5 separate regions of the Mus musculus genome follow, and all the other regions are linked to region 5. Evidence: chromatin contacts called from public Hi-C, HiChIP or PLAC-seq and promoter capture Hi-C data. All regions are on one chromosome and are shown on one strand. The core of a region is the stretch at or near the end of the contact, and the rest is flanking DNA. Distances in the headings are between cores, read along the strand shown.

Region 1 (3,245 bases), core at 176-2,675, 1.8 Mb after region 5:
ATCCAGTTTCAGTACAGTCTATATAAATTATATAATAAACATTATATAACTGTCTTCGTGGCCTGTATTGTTAAATTTTAAATAGTGTACAGCAGTTAACAGGGAAGAGGCCCAATTCTGTGCCATTTAAAACGATTTAAAGGTAACTCATTTAACCCCCTCCTCTCCCTTTCCCAACCACGCTCCTGATTTACCTGTAACTCAACCATTCGTCATGCTGCTTAAAGAAGTCACAATCATCTATAAAAGCATGTCCTTAGTATGATGCTGCTTTAAACTTTATGACAAAGGACACTGCTGTACTCTCACACCTAGTTTAACCAGAACCTGACAAATCACTTTGCTCCCCAAGGTTAAGCTACTTAAGTGGATCCGATTAACCAGTTCCAAAGGCCTGCAGGACCACCATGCTCATCTGTAATCCTACCACTAAGCAGGCTGAAGCAGCCTAGAGACCGGCTCCCCACCCCCACAAAGGAAACCAGCAAAACTCCAAAGTTGTAAATCGCCTTGTAACAGAACATTTATATAAACAAGTAGATTTGAAATACCAAGTCTCCCCTCAGAAACCTTTGAAAACCCCGTCCTAACTGGAAGACTTGAACATGTCAATTTAACCCAGTTTCAATAGAAACACTAGCATCTAAACCAGAACCTTATACTAATTTCTATTATTAAGTATCCCCTTAATGTCCAAACACGAACGTTAACTGCAACCTTGTGTCTGACACGGAGTGGTGGGGAGAAACTCGAACGCCTCCAACGGCCCGCAGGCCACCCGCAGATGAAGCCGTTGGTCTCCCTTGAGCTCCCCAAGCGCCGCACAGGGATGCAGGAATGCACGGAAGGAGTCAGGAGAACTGGCCTGGCCAGTAACTGGCGACAGGCTCAGTGTACAGCGCTTTCTAATGAGGTTGTGGGTGGCTCTGAAAAGAGCCTTTGGTGTCTGTAAAAGTCGCACTAACGACCGGTAGGGGCCTCACTTGCCCTTGGCCTTGTGGTGGCTCTCGGTCTTCTTGGGCAGTAGCACGGCCTGGATGTTGGGCAGGACGCCGCCCTGCGCGATGGTCACGCGGCCCAGCAGCTTGTTGAGCTCCTCGTCGTTGCGGATGGCCAACTGCAGGTGGCGCGGGATGATTCGCGTCTTCTTATTGTCGCGGGCCGCATTACCAGCCAATTCCAGGATCTCAGCAGTCAGATATTCTAGCACAGCCGCCAGGTACACCGGGGCACCAGCGCCGACCCGCTCCGAATAATTACCCTTACGGAGAAGGCGGTGCACACGGCCCACTGGAAACTGCAGGCCGGCACGGGAAGAACGAGACTTCGCTTTTGCACGAGCTTTGCCGCCCTGCTTGCCACGACCAGACATCTTCCACTGATAACCAAAAGTACGCAAAAACAGAAAAGAAACCTAGCGAAAACGAATTCGTAAGCGCCAGCAAGCTCTTATATATGATCAGGAGGGAGGCTAGACTGCACCTTCCTATTGGATGCCAACAAGAACCAATCAGAAAAGAACGCGGAGCCTTCCTAATTTGCATATGCCTTACCCCGCGATGACGTAATGTAAAATTGTATTCAATCAAAGGGAGTGATGCCTGATCCTTCATTTGAATGCAAGGCATACAAATATTCTTGCTACAGGGGCGTCCGCGTTTCCGTAGTACAACTAGACATTATGCCTGATCCATCCAAATCAGCTCCAGCCCCCAAGAAAGGCTCCAAAAAGGCGGTCACCAAGGCGCAGAAAAAGGATGGCAAGAAACGCAAACGGGGCCGCAAGGAGAGCTACTCCATCTACGTGTACAAGGTGCTGAAGCAGGTGCATCCGGACACCGGCATCTCGTCTAAGGCCATGGGCATCATGAACTCGTTCGTCAATGACATCTTCGAGCGCATCGCCAGCGAGGCCTCCCGCCTGGCGCATTACAACAAGCGCTCGACCATCACGTCCCGCGAGGTGCAGACAGCCGTGCGCCTGCTGCTGCCCGGGGAGCTGGCCAAGCATGCTGTGTCCGAGGGCACCAAGGCAGTCACCAAATACACCAGCTCCAAGTGAGGCGCGGCGAGGGTGCCCTCAATTCAAAGGCTCTTTTCAGAGCCACCCATACAGTCGTTAAAAGGGTCTTGAACACAGTGCGGGCCACTGACGATTGCCACGCGCCCGAGGCGTTCCCTGACACTGGGTGCGGCCAAGTCCGATTTTTGAGCGAGAAATGTGGGGGTATGGCTGCTTTGCCCTTCCTAAGCGTAGAGTGTGAACGACAGCTGCAGGAGCAGGCAAGGGGCGTGAGTCCTCTCCCCAAGCCTGAAGTTTCGGTGGGCGAGGTCACAGTGAGGTGGTATTCTGGATGTGGGCCCCCTTGGTGGCCTCTGAATCTGTGTTCCCTTTAGCACCCTTTCCATCCTTTTCTGGAATAGAGAGGCGTCTTTAGCCCCTGAAAACTATTCTGACATTATATCATGTCAATAAACCCTGCACTAGCAGTATGCTGGAAACGGGGCGGGGGGAGGGGCGGCACACCGCAAAGCCTGTGTGCAGGAGCTAGGATGTAATTAGCCTGAGCTGCCAGCAAGCAGTTTCAGTGGTTAGGGGATGGGAGGTGGGAAAGAGTTCCGTTGTTTTGAGCAAGAGTTGTTCCCCTAAAGCTGCATAATTTTCTGTGAAGCATTAGTAAAAGAATAATCCACACTCAGCATTTATTTGGAGAACGTCATTAAAAATTTTTTTATTAGATATTTTCTTTATTTACATTTCAAATCCTATCTCCCTTTCTGGTTTCCCCTCCGAAAACACCCTATTTCCTCCTCCTTCCCCTGCTCACCAACCCACCCACTCCTGCCTGCTTCCTGGCCCTGGCATTCCCCTACACTGGGGAGAATGTCATTTTTATGGAGAACGTTTGGGCAGGGAATTTTACCTGTGGAAAGATCACCACTTTCCTTGGTTTGGCTTTTATTTATGAAAAGAGGATTCGTGATAATTATTTGAGTTGTTACGAGACATATTGAGAATCCTATAGTCACCAGCAGGGAATACTACGTACATTTTATTTTTTTACCAAGTTGTCAAAGGGAGCCCCTCTCATCTGGACTCAGGCATTTGACATTTGGCATTTGAGGGGAGGCTATCTCTGCTTGAACTTCCTACAGTAGCTGTGCCACCTTCTGCTTTCCAGCTTGGTCCACAGAAAAGGGTTTTTGATAGCATCATGTGTTTTAAAGTTAGCATCTGAAGCATT
Region 2 (3,316 bases), core at 451-2,950, 1.5 Mb before region 5:
GAAAAGAGGAAGAAAAACAGCACAGAAGAATGACAAGAGGAATCTGGAACGTGTTCAAGAGAATGAGAGTAAAACTGAGGTAAAGTGACTAAGGAGTTAACCATGTAACGAAATGGACAGAAGAATGACCCCAAAAGACAGGGGTGAAAAGAATGGATCTTCAGAAGACATTCGAGGACGGAGAGGTGGACAGAGGGTCCTGAATCACATCTCTTGCCACAGGAGGATGAGACGCTGGCTTAGATCACTTCCAGCCCTGCAGCCTCTGACAGGGGGTTTGTGTTTTCTCACAGGTACAGGGAGAAGTCACTCAGCTGTCAAACAAGAAAGCACTACTACAATCTGATTTACATTTTCAAACCATCACTCAGGTTGCTACACGGAGAAAGGACTGCGGTTGGGGCAAGAGAACAGGACCTGTGTGAGGAAAACTGGGGGAAAAGAGGGAATGGAAAAAGAGGGCAGGCGATTTGAGAAGTGTTCTGGATTTGATGGCAACTGTGTTTACTGCTGTAACTGGGAATTATCAACAACACACTTTAAGAACAATTATGATTATTTTCTGTTTTTTTTTTTTTTTTTCTCCTCTTTTTTGAGACAGGGTTTCTCTGTGTAACAGAATCCTGGCTGTCCTGGACTTGCTTTGTAGAGCAAGCTGGTTTCAAACACAGGGGTCCGCCTGAGGAACCACTATGATTTTTTAGGCTTAATTTTTTAGGTGATAGAGAGAACACTGTTAAAGCCATATTTGGGGGGAAGGAATTTAAGAAAAAGTGCTTAGTCCCGGGCATGCTAAATCTGAGAGATAGCTGTGGCCTTGCAATAGAGACAGCATGTCAATGACACACTGCAGTCTGAACACAAATCTGGACGTTGTTGGCATTAAGTCGATATTGAACCCGTAGGAAGAGATGAAATAAACCTGGAGGGGGGAAAAAAAGGATGTGGAGAAACAGATTTAGACGCAAACCAATAGGCATAAACGATACTAAATTGCATTTTCGGGGCGTCATTCATAGTCTATGAACAAAATGTCATTCGGCTTGGAGGTTAGCTGATTAAAGCCACCCTCGCAAAACATCCTCAATCAATACGTTTGGACAAAATAAATAAATAAATAAAGGAAATGTGAGGGTCTCCACCTGCACTCACAACTGCAGCGATTCTGCTGCAGGATTCGCTCTGGACCAGTCTGGATGGATCCCAACCTTCCACCCAGGGCCAATCCATCCAGGCCTCGGGAAACCGGAGCAGAGAGCGCGCGCGCCCGGTCGAGCCCCTCACCTTGGCTTGCTTCAGCAGCTGGATGATCTCGGCCTCCGCCTCGTCTGACGCGTCCTCTCCCGGCTGCTCGGCCGTCGCCGCGGGTCGCGAGAACCAGGCGAGAGCTGCGAGAAGCGGCTCAGAGGTCACCGGGACCGGCCCGTGCCCGCGTCCCCGCCCCCGCCGGGCCGGCCCCGCCCGGAGCGCACCGCTCACCTGCCAACAGCGGCAGCACCCCGTGCCCCCGCGCCGGCGCGCCTCGGGTCCGCAGCCGCTCCGCGCCCGTCCCCGCGTCGCCCGTCCGCTCCGGCAGCAGGCGCGCCGTACAACCCCCACACCGCCGGCCCGCGGCCCGCAGCAGGGTTCGACCCAGACGCCAGCGAAGCAACCGGAACATGCCGACGGGTCCTCCCTCAGAGATCCACTAAGCCACGGCTGGCCCGGGACGCCCCGCCAGTCCGCATGCGCGATGACGCATGCTGACGTCACGCCGTCTCGTCCCGCCCCGCCCCGCCCCCGGCCTGCAGGGCGCGTGAAGTTCGCAGCGCCCGGGAGGAGAGAAGACGGGCGGCGTGCCATGGCGGTCGCGCTCCCGGAGGTGGTGGAAGAGCTCCTGAGCGAGATGGCCGCCGCTGTGCGAGACAGCGCGAGAAGTACGGCCTGCGGGCTTTTATTCTTACCCCGCATGGTTATGTCCCTGAAGCCTGGGCCCCTTAAATCGCTTAACTAAATAGAGGGATTTGAGTGACTAGACGTCAGATCCCTGAGTGCGAGCCGGTGTGCGGGAACCCCGGTACTTAAAGAGAGCCACTGGGTACATCCAAGGAGTGGGCGAGGGCTGGGATGCGGAATGGCAGATGCGTAGACAATTTCGAGTTACTCAGAATCTTTATCCACAATCCGTGATGCAAAGTTTAAAAATAATACCCTTGTTTACTACTTTGTTTAGTAAATAGATTTTACTAAAAAACATTCAGGGAGGCAAAACCTTTAAAAAAAAATCGGGAAGTTGAAAATTACTTCTTCCCTCTGGCCTGTAGAGGTCGCCCTATGCCTGTCTCCAACAAAATGACCGACCAAGGATGATCTTTGCTTACTCACCAGAGTAGGAGGATCTACCAAAAGGGGAAAACTAGTAATGAGGATCTACTATGCAGCTCGGCTGGTAAAGAGGCTTGCCTGGCATGTAGAGAGCTGCCGTGGATTCCCCACCACCGCACAAGACTGGGCACATGGCTGTAGTCTCCGCACTTGGGAAGTGGAGACAAAAAAAAAAAAAAAAAAAAAAAAAAGAAAGAAAGAAAAAGGGAAAGTTTAAGGTCAACCTCAGCTACATAATGCTAGGCCAGACTGGGCTGCTGGAGACTTTATCTCAAAAAACTGGAGGTGGGGTGGGGGGTGCTTTTGAAGTGTAGACTAATTAAAGCACTCTCCCCAAAAATAGCCTCTCTAAATGATAGCCAAATTAGAGCACAAAACTCCTATTGTTCATTGATTGTGCTCTGTGAACTGGTTTGAGTTACTGCTTCAATGGGACTAGAAAAGTAAACGAATAGTCTCATTTTGGTCTTTTACGTAAAAGATTCAGCCAACCAGGTATTCAAACATGCTTTGACTTCAAAGAAGTTGTGGGGTGTTAGTCTGTTGTGAGGTCTTGCTTCCAGGATTTGACCACAGATGTTCTGAGATGCTGGAACGAGATGAGTTTTACAGAACAGGGCTGTTGGTTAATCCATATGCCAGTAACTGAAGGGGCCCCCTTACACAGGAGCAGACTCTCAATTCCTGTTTATTTTTCAGTAGAGCAGTTTTCAGTATTGGGTCTGGGTATTCCTTTCTAATCCCCAATCTTCCTTGGTAACCGTGCAGAATATAAGTCCAGGTTGCATGTATATGATTTTGACCATATAGAAGCTATGATTTCCTTTCCTGGGTAACTTGGTTCCCCTGAATTATAACCATCTCGGCTTTCTAAGCTTGTTTAGTTTTCTACATATGTATTTTTACTTGAACTTGAAATTTTATGCCACTATCACAGGTCTCCACTCAAAAT
Region 3 (3,246 bases), core at 182-2,681, 1.2 Mb before region 5:
ATTTTTCTCACTCATTCGTCTGGTGTTCCTCCTGCCCTGATCAGCTAACCAATAGTTAACAAATACAAAACAGTCTCTGCCAAGACTGGAACTCCAGAAGGGAAAGGCAAAGGAATAATGTAAGACACACCACCCATTCTGCCTAAGAACAGAGTAGATACTCTAACTGTGGATCCTTTGCAAGTGTTGTCTGTGCTCCTAATTGCTAAGCCATCGTTCAACGCCTTGTTTTGTTTTTATCTGTTTGAGACACAGTCTCACCTTGGCCTAAAATTCCCTAAGTAAATCAAGCTGACCTGGGACTCAGTGATCCACTGGCTTCTTTCTGCCTTCCAAGTGTGTTAAAGGCTTTCACCACCAGAGCACCTCCCCTGGCTTGCCTTAATATTCTTAGGCAAGGAAAGGTTTTCAAGGGTGGGCAGTGGGTGGGAATAGGGGAGGGGTATGCCCAGAGTGTAATATTCATTTCCAAATCATCTCAGACCTCCACACCATTACCTCACATGGGGCAACCACAGCCCTGCTCTCCTTTTCAGTTCCTGCCCAGCGTGACCTTGAAAGCTGGCCTAGTTTCCTCCATACCAAGAGCAAGTTTAAAGACTGTTACTAACCTGGAGGGTTTAGTATGGTATCTGTGCACGATGTTATAAATAAGTTTAGCTATGATGGTTTTTCATCATTTAGCAAACAGGCTTGGAAACAAAACTAGCAAACTTATTAACCTGCTCTAATAATATGGTTAAGACTCCAGGCTTTACTTAGTTCCTGTTTTAACACACCGAATAATCAGGCAAGTTGCCGCTTCTGCACTTGTTTTTCCTTCTGTCTCAGGTAGACTTTGCTGATCCAACATAAAAATCAGCAACTGTGTGCATCACGAGTTCCTGGTTCGCTTTTGACAGTAGTTGTAGCTATAGTGGCCATCCATCCAGGGCGCTAAAGGTGGGTAAGCTTTAAGAAAGCCAGAAGATTTATAGGAAGGTGGCTTTCGAATAAGAACGGAAGAAATAGCCCTCTGTTGAGGCTCAGGTTGCTGGCTCTTTCTGTTTTGAGCATCTGTAGGGATTTCATCTGAAAATGAGCCTACCACTCTTTTTCTCCTTCCTTCCTGAGGTCACTTTGAGGGAGGGAGCTTCGGGAGCTACATAAGAGCAGCTCCTCGTCCTGCAGGCTCGCCTGCATCCCCCGGGGACCTGGCAGGGTAAAGCTGCCAAGCAGCCTGCGGCATTTAGCAAGATTCCGCGAAAAGGCTGCGCAGCAGTGCTGGCGGGGGCTTCCCGAAGAGGAGGAGGTTCAGCAAAGAGACGCTGTCATCCGAAGCCTCCAGGGGGAAGGGCTCGCGGACTCGAGGACGCCAGGTCACGTGGGCTGAGCGGGCGCGCGCCCCGGCCCCGCGGGAGGAGGTGCGCAGGAGGAGGCGGGGCCGGGGCCTCCCGTGAAGCCCCGCGCGCGGACGGACCGGAACTCTAAGCGGGTGGCTTGTTGATAACATGGCGGCAGCAGCTGCCGGGGCATCCCGAGGTGGCGGCAGCGCCCACACCCGGAAGAAGGGGCTGTTTTCGGACTAGTGCAGCGGCTCCTGCGGCCCCGGAAGTCCCGGCCAGCTGCTGAATGAGGGGAGCCGGGCCCTCCCCGCGACACTCCCCCCGCGCCCTCCGCCCCGACCCGGGCCCCGCCATGTCCTTCTTCCGGCGGAAAGGTAGCCGAGGGGTCGCCGGCGGGGGGTGAGCCGGGTCTCGGGCAGCGGTGGGGCAGCAAACCTGCAAGGGTTTTGTCAGGGCGGCCGCGAGGCTCTCGATGAGCCGCTCGGCCTCGGCGCCGACACCCGCGGTGCAGTGTGCTGCCCGGGACTCCGCAGGGAAGAAGGTGGCCTCCTCAAGCGAGGTCGAGGGGCATTGTCGCTTTGGGCCAAAAGTGTCTGCTTAAACCCATAGAAATTAACACCTGTTGGCTAAAGAAAAGGTTTTCCTGGTGTGTTTGGTTTCTGGAGGTTTGTATGTGTGTGTGATCCACGCGCGCACTGTGGATGAAGATCAAGGAAATCCCTTTACTTATAGGAAGTCTTGACTTTTCCGAATATTGGGGGGGGGGGGTTATACCTAAAACCACGTGCAACTGTTATTTCTTCAACTAGCGCTATTTTCTAGTTTCCTCTTTTGGGGGCGGGGGTGGAGAGCGGAAGGGGGCCCACTGTTATTCCTAAAATAAAATTTCTTACTACTGAAGTTCCGTATTCAGAAGACTACTGCTTTTGATGATTGAGCAACTTTACTAATTATTGAGACCGTTGCTGCTACTATAAACGAACTACTTAGATTTCGGATGTCCAGTTGTAAAAGCTTACTTAGTTTTTAAAGTAGAGGCAAGGTGATTTTGATCCTGGAAAGGGTTATGGTATTTCATTAAATATACATACACAAATTGATCAATCAAATCTCTTTAGGTGGAGGTGGTTGTATCTCTTCATTCTTACTGAGAAGATGTATCAGACAGACTTTTTTTTTTTTAAACATAACACCAAATCAGACTTGTATTCACGTGATAGCTTTTTCATAAACTCTGTAACCCGAAACAGCCGGTTAACCCACTTTTTTTCCAGCTGAGAATCAGATGATTCCTAAAGGCCTCATAGGACTGAGGCTGTCTGTTGATGCTAGGTGAGGGAATGAATGAAACTGGTAAATAATAGGAAGCTTTATCAGTAAAGTGTCTTAATATCTCTGGAGTTGTTAATGTACCTAGGTTGACAGTGTTGTGGTGCTTGTTTTTTAAGGGGGGGAATGCATTCTAAGTATGGGACTAATTCAAGTTGAACAACAGACTTCTGTCTGTTCATTTAACACACACTGTCGAGTGTCCAGTCTGCCAGACACTGTCTTAGGGTGTCATGAAATAGTTATATGGACGTAGTCTCTGTACCTATGAAACTCATTGATGCTGAAGGCAGGCAATAAATAAGGCCAAAAAAAAAAGTGTGTATATACTTACAAATTGAATGATGTGTAATGAAAGACTAATTTATGAAGAAAAACCTATTTTGGTTGGATGTTAGAAGAATTCAGTATGTAACCTTGAAACGTAAAACTAGAGGATCAGTAGTAGAATGTAACTTTAGAGAGGTCAGGAAAGACACTGGAGGTACCAGGAATAAAGAGCTGGTGCCCTTTAGGAAAGGCAAGGTGGCCACTGTGGCTGAGGCATAGAGAAGCAGATAGGCAGACACCACATTATCGAGAGTTTTATTCC
Region 4 (3,348 bases), core at 635-3,134, 1.1 Mb before region 5:
AGAGCACTTGCTTAGCGTGTGTGAGGCCCTGGGTCTGATCCTCTACATCTAGGAGAGAAAAAAAATATTCCAGCTGGCCTAGGCCCCCTCACTACTTCCTGGATCTCATCTTAGGATGCTTTGTGCCACTTCTGTGGACTAGAACTAAAAAAAGAAAAAAAGGGGGGGGGCTGGAAAGATGGCTCAGCAGTTAAGAGCACTCACTGACTGTTCTTCCAGAGGTCCTGAGTTCAAATCCCAGCAAACACATGGTGGTTTACAACCATCCATAATGAGATCTGACACCCTCTTCTGGTGGGTCTGAAGACAGTTACAGTGTACTTAGATATAATAATAAATACATCTTTTAAAAACTTTTTGTTTTCTAGTGTTTGGTGTTTGTTTGTTTGTTTGTTTGTTTGGTATTTCAAGACAAGATTTTTCTGTGCTTAAGAAAACAATTTTTACTTTACTGCTATGGTTTGGATGGTTTGAATGTGTTCCTCAAAGTTTCCTGTGGTGGATGCTTGGTCCTCCGTGTGGCAAGAAGTAAGTTGAATTGAGAGACTGTGATACGGGTTCTTTCAAAAGTGAGTTGTTATACAGTCGTAACACTGGTCCCTTCTCAGTCTCTGGTTTCTTTGCCCTGTGATCTCTTTCTGTCCCATAGTCCCTTGTGAAGCCTTTTTTCATGAGCTCCTTGTCAGAGCTGGTGCTTTGCTGTTTGGGGTGTCAGCCTCCAAAACTGTGAGCTGCATAAATCTCATTTCTTTATAAGGTGCCAAGCCTGGGGCATTTTGTTCTAGCAATGGAAAATGGACTTACTGAGTCTGTGGTATTCTTTTTTTAGGAAAAGAAAATGGACTAGAGACATTGCTTTCAGATTCCTGACCTGTCTCAAAGCTGAAGGTTTTTAGGGCTTCTACCTGTTTGTCAAGATGAGTTCCAGAGGGCTGGCTGGAGATACGGCTCAGTGGTTAAGAGCACTGGCTAGTCTTCCAGAGGACTCAGGTTTGATTCCTAGTACCTACATTGTGGCTCATAGCTATCTGTAATTGCAGTTTCAGATCGACACCCTGGTCTGGCCTCTGCAGGCACTAGGTGCACTCGTGGTGCACATATATGCAGGCAAAACACCCATACACATAAAAGTAAAATCAGAGGGGGGAGGGGAGGAGGAGGAAGAAGAGAGGAGAGAGAGACAGAGACAGAGAGGGAGAGGTGAGAGAAGTGAGAGAGGTGAGAGGAGTTGTTTCAGGGGCAGGCGATGAAATTGACAGCAACATCCCCAAACCTGAACACACACTTAGGTATGGGGTCACACATATTGTTTACCATGGCTTTGTAATGCTTTCTTGAGCAAAAGTTGACTATCATTTTTCACCTAAACAATCCGAGGAAAAAAAAAAGCCCGAGGCAAACTGGTAGTTGACTGGTGTGATGAAGCGCCTCCTTAGAAAGGAGGTTCTGAGCCTCCCTCAGAAGTCTAGAGACCCCCAGAAGGCGCAGGTTCCAGTCAGACCCTATCCCTTAGGTGGGTTGTCTAGCAGTTTGCGGTCTGGATTTGAAAGGCAGCTCCCGGAGTTTTTGTCTCCAGTGTCTGCACCGCCTCAGCGACTCCCGGGGCCGGAGTTCAAGATCCGCCTCTTAGAGGGTGGCTTCAGGTCAGGGCGTGGCGGGCTCTAGCTAGCCGCGGGCGCCGAGCCGAGCGGAGCCGAGCCCGCCGCCCGTTCCTAAGCAGCCGCGGCCTCCTCCCCACACCCCTGCTCGCCAACTCGCTCCAGTGACTGCAGACTCGCCCCGGTGCCTGGCGCCGCGTCCCGGGGTGCGCACTCCTTTTCTCGGCGGAGGGAGCAGGACTGGGGCGCATCGTCCTACAAGACGCGCTGACGTCGCACAGGGCCGGTAGTCGGCGCGGAGCGGCCGGCGCGCGCGCGTGCGTTGGGCGCTCCCGCGAAGCAGGCAGAAGCCGCCACCGCGGCTGTGCGGGTTCCAGGGCGGCGGCCGCTACACAGCAGCGCCGCGGGCGCAACAAGCGGAGGCAGCCGCACCTGCGGGGATGGCGCGGCCCCGGCCCTGCACCGCTGTCAGGCGCGCGGGTAGCTCCGGGTACGCCCAGTGACGGCGGCGGTGCCCTCGGCCGGGCAGTGCCCAGGCCGCTTGGCTAGAGCCCCGCGGCCGACGGCGGCCCGGGCCATGAGAAGCGACCGGGCCCAGGCCTCGCTGACCCCGGCTCCGCGCGGCGGCCCGTCCCGTTTCCGCTCCGGCCTCTCGGCATGAGTGTCCATCCGGGCCCGGGGCCGTGGCTGCCCCTGTCCCGCCGCCCGCGGGCGTGCTTGGGGCCCTCGGGCCCGCGGTGCTGATCCCGGTTCTCCGCCACGCCTGCCCACCCTAGCGCTCTATGTCCCGGGGGCGCGGCCATGGAGGTGGTGGGCGACTTCGAGTACTGCAAGCGGGACCTCGTGGGACACGGGGCCTTCGCTGTGGTCTTCCGGGGGCGGCACCGCCAGGTGAGCGCCGCCGGCCCGTTGTCTGGTGCGAAACTGGGGAGCCAGCGCCCCGGTCCTGGCCGCTGGGCAGGGCTCCCCGGGCCTGCCTGCCTTTGTGCTTGCTGTCACTGTCGCAGGGTTTGTTTTGGAGGCCAGAGCCGCTAGGCTGAGCTCCACCTACCGACGGGCGCAGAGCCACTGATGTTCTTCCCTGACAGTGTGCTGGGTAACCGAGGTGCGCCCGGGGACTTGCTGCTCAGAGAAGCCACTGGTCCCGAAGCGACTAGGACTCCAGTGTTTGCACAGTGTAATGTGCTTGTCCATACTATGGGTCGGTGGACCTTTGTCCCTTCTCCCTGCCCCGGGCTTTCCGGAGCTTGTCACCTTTACCGTGGATAATTGCACACCCAGCGGAAAACGGGCGCGTTTCCCGTTAGTCTGAAGCTTTCTCAGACTATCACGTTCCTCTGTGTCTGGGGGAGCTTTGTAGTATCCCTCCCCTTTTTGAGTTAGAGGAAATAAGTGACAAAGGTAGTTGGACCCTAACCTAATAATACAACGTAGATGCAAGTTCAAACCTCAGTTGTTTGGGTTTTTTTTTTTGTTGTTTCTTTGTTTTTTCCAAGCCACTGTTTCGCAAATAGGTCACACGAGGTTATAGAATCTAAAGAATTTGAGAAGGCACATTGAGACTGGAAGTAATTAAAAAAAAAAAAAAAAGCTTTGGTTATTCTGTTTGTTTCAAGAGTGCCTATTAAAAAGGTACTGTCGTCTATGTCTTATTCATTATGAAATAACTTAAAAGTCAAGGAAAAAAAATAAGAGCAGTGTAATCCAGCCAGGATAACTTCATTAAACTCTATCACTTCCCAAGTTTATT
Region 5 (3,309 bases), core at 360-2,859:
TTCGTTATGGGCTGTTGTTTTCGAAGCACTCTGTCAATCTGACTGGTCAGGAGGTAGCACAGGTCTCCTCTGAACATGTGTTCAATGTGGCTAAGCTGGGCCAGGGTCTGAGTGAAATACTCAGTGTCACAGAGTTCCTCCAAGGTCTTCAACTTCTTGTCAAAACACTTGGTGGACTTTGCTTTGATGAGTTTGGGGGTGTAAGCCGGTCTGCAGGTATAAAGGTCTGCATTAGCGGACTCCTCAGGATTAGAGGTAGTGGATACCTGGTCAGCCTGATCCTGGGTATGCTCTGTATCACCAGGCTGCAAGTCAGGGATCTTCGTCTTCTGACGAGGGTATGAGCGGATCTGCCTCAGCAAATCTTGATGTTCGATGATGGACTTCTCCACATTGGCCAGTTCATTGGCTTTCTCAATCGCCTGAGAAGAATAAAAACCCTTGTCGTTGGCTTTCTTCTGGATCTCGGTTTCTGTGTGTAGCACTGTCCTTGTGTAATCCAAGTCTTTCAGCTTTTTTTCAAGTTCCCCAGCGAATGCCTTCCTGTTGCCCATCTTCAAGCACTCAGATGCTTTGGAAAATTCGGCCGAGAGCTCTTGGAACTGCTGCATGATTTTATGCTGGTCTGCGGAGATATAAGCCATACAAAAGGGCCTCACAAAGCCCCTGGCCTCCAGGTCGTACAAGGTGAGGTGGTGCACATATGCAAAGGCCCCTTCCTTAGAGTCTCCCAGTACCACTTTAGAGTCTTCCACAAAGTTCAACTTGGGGTAGGCAGAACCGGGAGGATGGCCTACGAATGAAGCCTGGTAATCCACCGACATAATCCGCAAAGAGAAGTAATTAAGATCAAAAGTGCCAAAAACTTTGGTGTCATTGGGGATGGTAAGCAAGGGCTGGGGTCCCACCTGCTCAGAGAACTCGGAAATGAGGATGAAGTCCCTGGAGAACTTGGCCCCAGACAGTTTAGACCAGGGGTTTGCCCCCTGGCTGGCATAAGGAAAGAGAGGGACTGAGTACTCCTCAGGCAAAGCGGGCTCATTGTAAGGTTCTTCCTCGTATTCATCTTCCTTGGTGAAGGCCACCACATCAGGGGCGCTGATCATATTTCCTGAAATATGGCAAGCACATTGAGAGGAAATGGAAAATAATGTAGGGTTGGTCGGAGGGAGAGTCAGGCCTCTGGATGCGAAAACGAAGTTCTTGCGGCCTTCTTTGCACTTCCGGGGATCCTAAACTGCCCTGTCACACAACGAAGAACTCGAATTGCCGCAGACTCTCAAGGTTTGGGACCTGTGATGCCCTGGGCAAGCCTCATGAACTCCAAAGCTGCAGGTCCAGATGACGGAGGCTGGCCATTCTCCAGCGTTTGCCCGGGCCGGCGCAAGGTTCCTGAAGCTAGGTCACCAGCACTCCCCGGAACCTACCGGCGACATCAACAGTCCCAGCTCTGATCGTGTCATTAATCCTCGCCACGGGCTACCGCAGAATCAGTCAAATGAGTCTCCCCACGACCTAAGGGCAGAAACTGTCGCCGCTCCTAGGACCGTACTGTCCCAGGGAAGCTACCGCGGCACCGCCATCTTGGTATCACATGACTCCCCAGCATCAGCGTCGCGTGACCCGGAAACGCCCACACAGACTTCCAAGTTAGTGGCGCCTTTTAAGAGGCCCTGCCAATCAGATCTTCCAGAGGACAAGTCCCGTTAACTACCCATTGTCATAAAGAAAAGGAAAGTAGAATACAGTGGGGTGGAAGGGAGGAGGAGAAACGGTGTTGGAGGAACGTGCACAGGGCATGAGGCATTCTGGGAGTTGTAGTTCAAGGCTGCTTAGTGGCGCAGTGGGCGGAAGTTGTCTGTGAGCGCGAGTTTAAGCGAGACTCGGACGTGTGGGTTTCTGATCGAGGCGGCAGTTGCCTGGAAAAACTGCATTTATTAAGGTGGCTCTCACAGTTCCTCGTGGCTTTTCCTCTGGGTTCTCCAGCATGCACGGGCACCCGTGGAGTTGCTGCTGGAGCAGGACCTAGGGAATGATCTTCCCGGTCACCCTCTTAGCGTTTCAGTGGCACCGACGGCCTGGAGGCCGTGCCCTGTCCCGCGCTGCCATGGAAGTGGCCTTCCGAGGAGTGCGAAAAGTTCTCTGCGTGGCGGAGAAAAACGACGCTGCCAAGGGGATCGCCGACTTGCTGTCCAACGGGCGTATGAGGCGGGTAAGAAGCACTTGGGTTCTGCTTCCCTGAGGAACGCCCACAAAGTCCGACAGCGCGTTGGGTACCGGGAGCCCGGGCGAAAGCGACTCCGCCTATTTTGCGAGAGGCCCCTCCCGGCCGCCCTCACTTCTCGGTTTCTCCCTAGCCTTCAGGCTTTTTGTAAATGTAAAACCTTTTCACGCTTTTGATAGACCTTTGCTCGCCGGATCTGTCTGCTCGGCTCACATACCAGTGGAGCATTGCTCTCCCTTCTTTGGGTCTGGAGTGTGAGAACACGTGTATTTTAAAACTCTTCCTTGGTCAATCACAAGTTCAGTAGTATTGGAAAGCGGTAACCAACTCCTTTATCTTGGCGTTCAAGCCTTACTTATGGAATCCTGTCCCTGCCTTCTGCAGACCCTGTGACTAGGGTGGTGGCACCCTAGGGGTAACACTTAGGTTTAGGAACTAGAGAAGTCAATTACTACTCCTATAGACTGATTCTAAGATACACGAAAGATAGGATTGTCTCCTGACAAAACGGAGGTGAGAAGGGTAAAACCCCAAGGACTGTTGCGTTATCATTCAGCTGGAGGCCCTTCCTAGGAGCTGTTCCCTTTTCTTTGCAAACAGTTGGATCTCCAGACCTCTGCCTCCAGTTTTAAAATACCCGGAAGGGGGAGCCAAGGTTAGGTGGGCGCTGGCCCCTAACTACTTCACCTCTTAAAAATGTCTTTGAGTAATAATTTTTTCTTTTCTGTTTTGGAGACAGGGGTCTCACGATGTAGCCCTGGCTGTCCTGGAACTTGCTAAGTAGATCAGGCTGGCCTTGAACAATGGAGATCTGTTTGCCTCTGTCTTCTAAGTACTGGGGTTACAGACTGACATTCAGCCTAACTACTGCTTAGATCTCTCTCTCTTTTATTTTTTAATGTCTATGGGTGTTTTCCCTACATGTATGCCTGTGTATCAGACACATGCCCACCGAGGCCAGAAAGGGTATCAGATCTGGTTGTGAGCCACTATGTGAGATATGGGAATCGAACCTAAGTACTCTGAAAGAGCAGCAAGTGCTCTTAACTATTGAGTCATCTCTCCAGCCCCTTAAATGTCTTTTT

Evidence for each region. Promoter capture Hi-C pulls out the DNA fragments that hold promoters and counts their contacts. Hi-C and Micro-C count contacts between places; a contact is called where the count stands out from the background. HiChIP or PLAC-seq counts read pairs in DNA pulled down with a chosen protein or histone mark.
Region 1: an H3K27ac HiChIP or PLAC-seq map of bone marrow-derived dendritic cells shows a contact between it and region 5, with 14 times the contacts expected there. The contact joins the promoter of H2aw here to the promoter of Smcr8 in region 5. A contact is called at or near these places in 2 of 39 promoter capture datasets (embryonic stem cells and hippocampal neurons), 1 of 484 Hi-C or Micro-C datasets (B cells) and 1 of 115 datasets of contacts at active chromatin or transcription factors (bone marrow-derived dendritic cells).
Region 2: a Hi-C map of CD8 T cells shows a contact between it and region 5, with 5 times the contacts expected there. The contact joins the promoter of Ttc19 here to the promoter of Smcr8 in region 5. A contact is called at or near these places in 2 of 39 promoter capture datasets (cranial neural crest and liver) and 1 of 484 Hi-C or Micro-C datasets (CD8 T cells).
Region 3: a promoter capture Hi-C map of pre-B cells shows a contact between it and region 5, with 2.2 times the contacts expected there. The contact joins the promoter of Akap10 here to the promoter of Smcr8 in region 5. A contact is called at or near these places in 2 of 39 promoter capture datasets (liver and pre-B cells) and 1 of 484 Hi-C or Micro-C datasets (B cells).
Region 4: a contact with region 5 is called in an H3K27ac HiChIP or PLAC-seq map of microglia, with 7 times the contacts expected there. The contact joins the promoter of Ulk2 here to the promoter of Smcr8 in region 5. A contact is called at or near these places in 3 of 39 promoter capture datasets (the 3T3-L1 cell line and liver), 3 of 115 datasets of contacts at active chromatin or transcription factors (bone marrow-derived dendritic cells, large pre-B cells and microglia) and 1 of 9 other capture datasets (liver).

What each region holds. Positions count from the first base shown.
Region 1 is chr11:58,952,865-58,956,109 of GRCm38.p6, reverse strand. H2aw (H2A.W histone) reads right to left here and starts at 1,425. Exons shown (of 1, transcript NM_178218.4): 1 at 918-1,425. The coding sequence starts at 1,372. The coding sequence ends at 980. It also overlaps the pseudogene H2bu1-ps and a transcript of Trim17 not described here.
Region 2 is chr11:62,279,857-62,283,172 of GRCm38.p6, reverse strand. Ttc19 (tetratricopeptide repeat domain 19) reads right to left here and starts at 1,700. Exons shown (of 10, transcript NM_028360.2): 1 at 1,480-1,700; 2 at 1,285-1,388. The coding sequence starts at 1,660. It overlaps Zswim7 (zinc finger SWIM-type containing 7), which reads left to right and starts at 1,778. Exons shown (of 5, transcript NM_027198.1): 1 at 1,778-1,916. The coding sequence starts at 1,841.
Region 3 is chr11:61,928,442-61,931,687 of GRCm38.p6, reverse strand. It overlaps Akap10 (A kinase (PRKA) anchor protein 10), which reads left to right and starts at 1,431. Exons shown (of 15, transcript NM_019921.3): 1 at 1,431-1,699. The coding sequence starts at 1,612.
Region 4 is chr11:61,853,628-61,856,975 of GRCm38.p6, reverse strand. Ulk2 (unc-51 like kinase 2) reads left to right here and starts at 1,884. Exons shown (of 27, transcript NM_013881.4): 1 at 1,884-2,489. The coding sequence starts at 2,400.
Region 5 is chr11:60,775,825-60,779,133 of GRCm38.p6, reverse strand. Smcr8 (Smith-Magenis syndrome chromosome region, candidate 8 homolog (human)) reads right to left here and starts at 1,609. Exons shown (of 2, transcript NM_001085440.1): 1 at 1-1,609. The coding sequence starts at 1,106. Top3a (topoisomerase (DNA) III alpha) reads left to right here and starts at 1,769. Exons shown (of 19, transcript NM_009410.3): 1 at 1,769-2,212. The coding sequence starts at 2,033.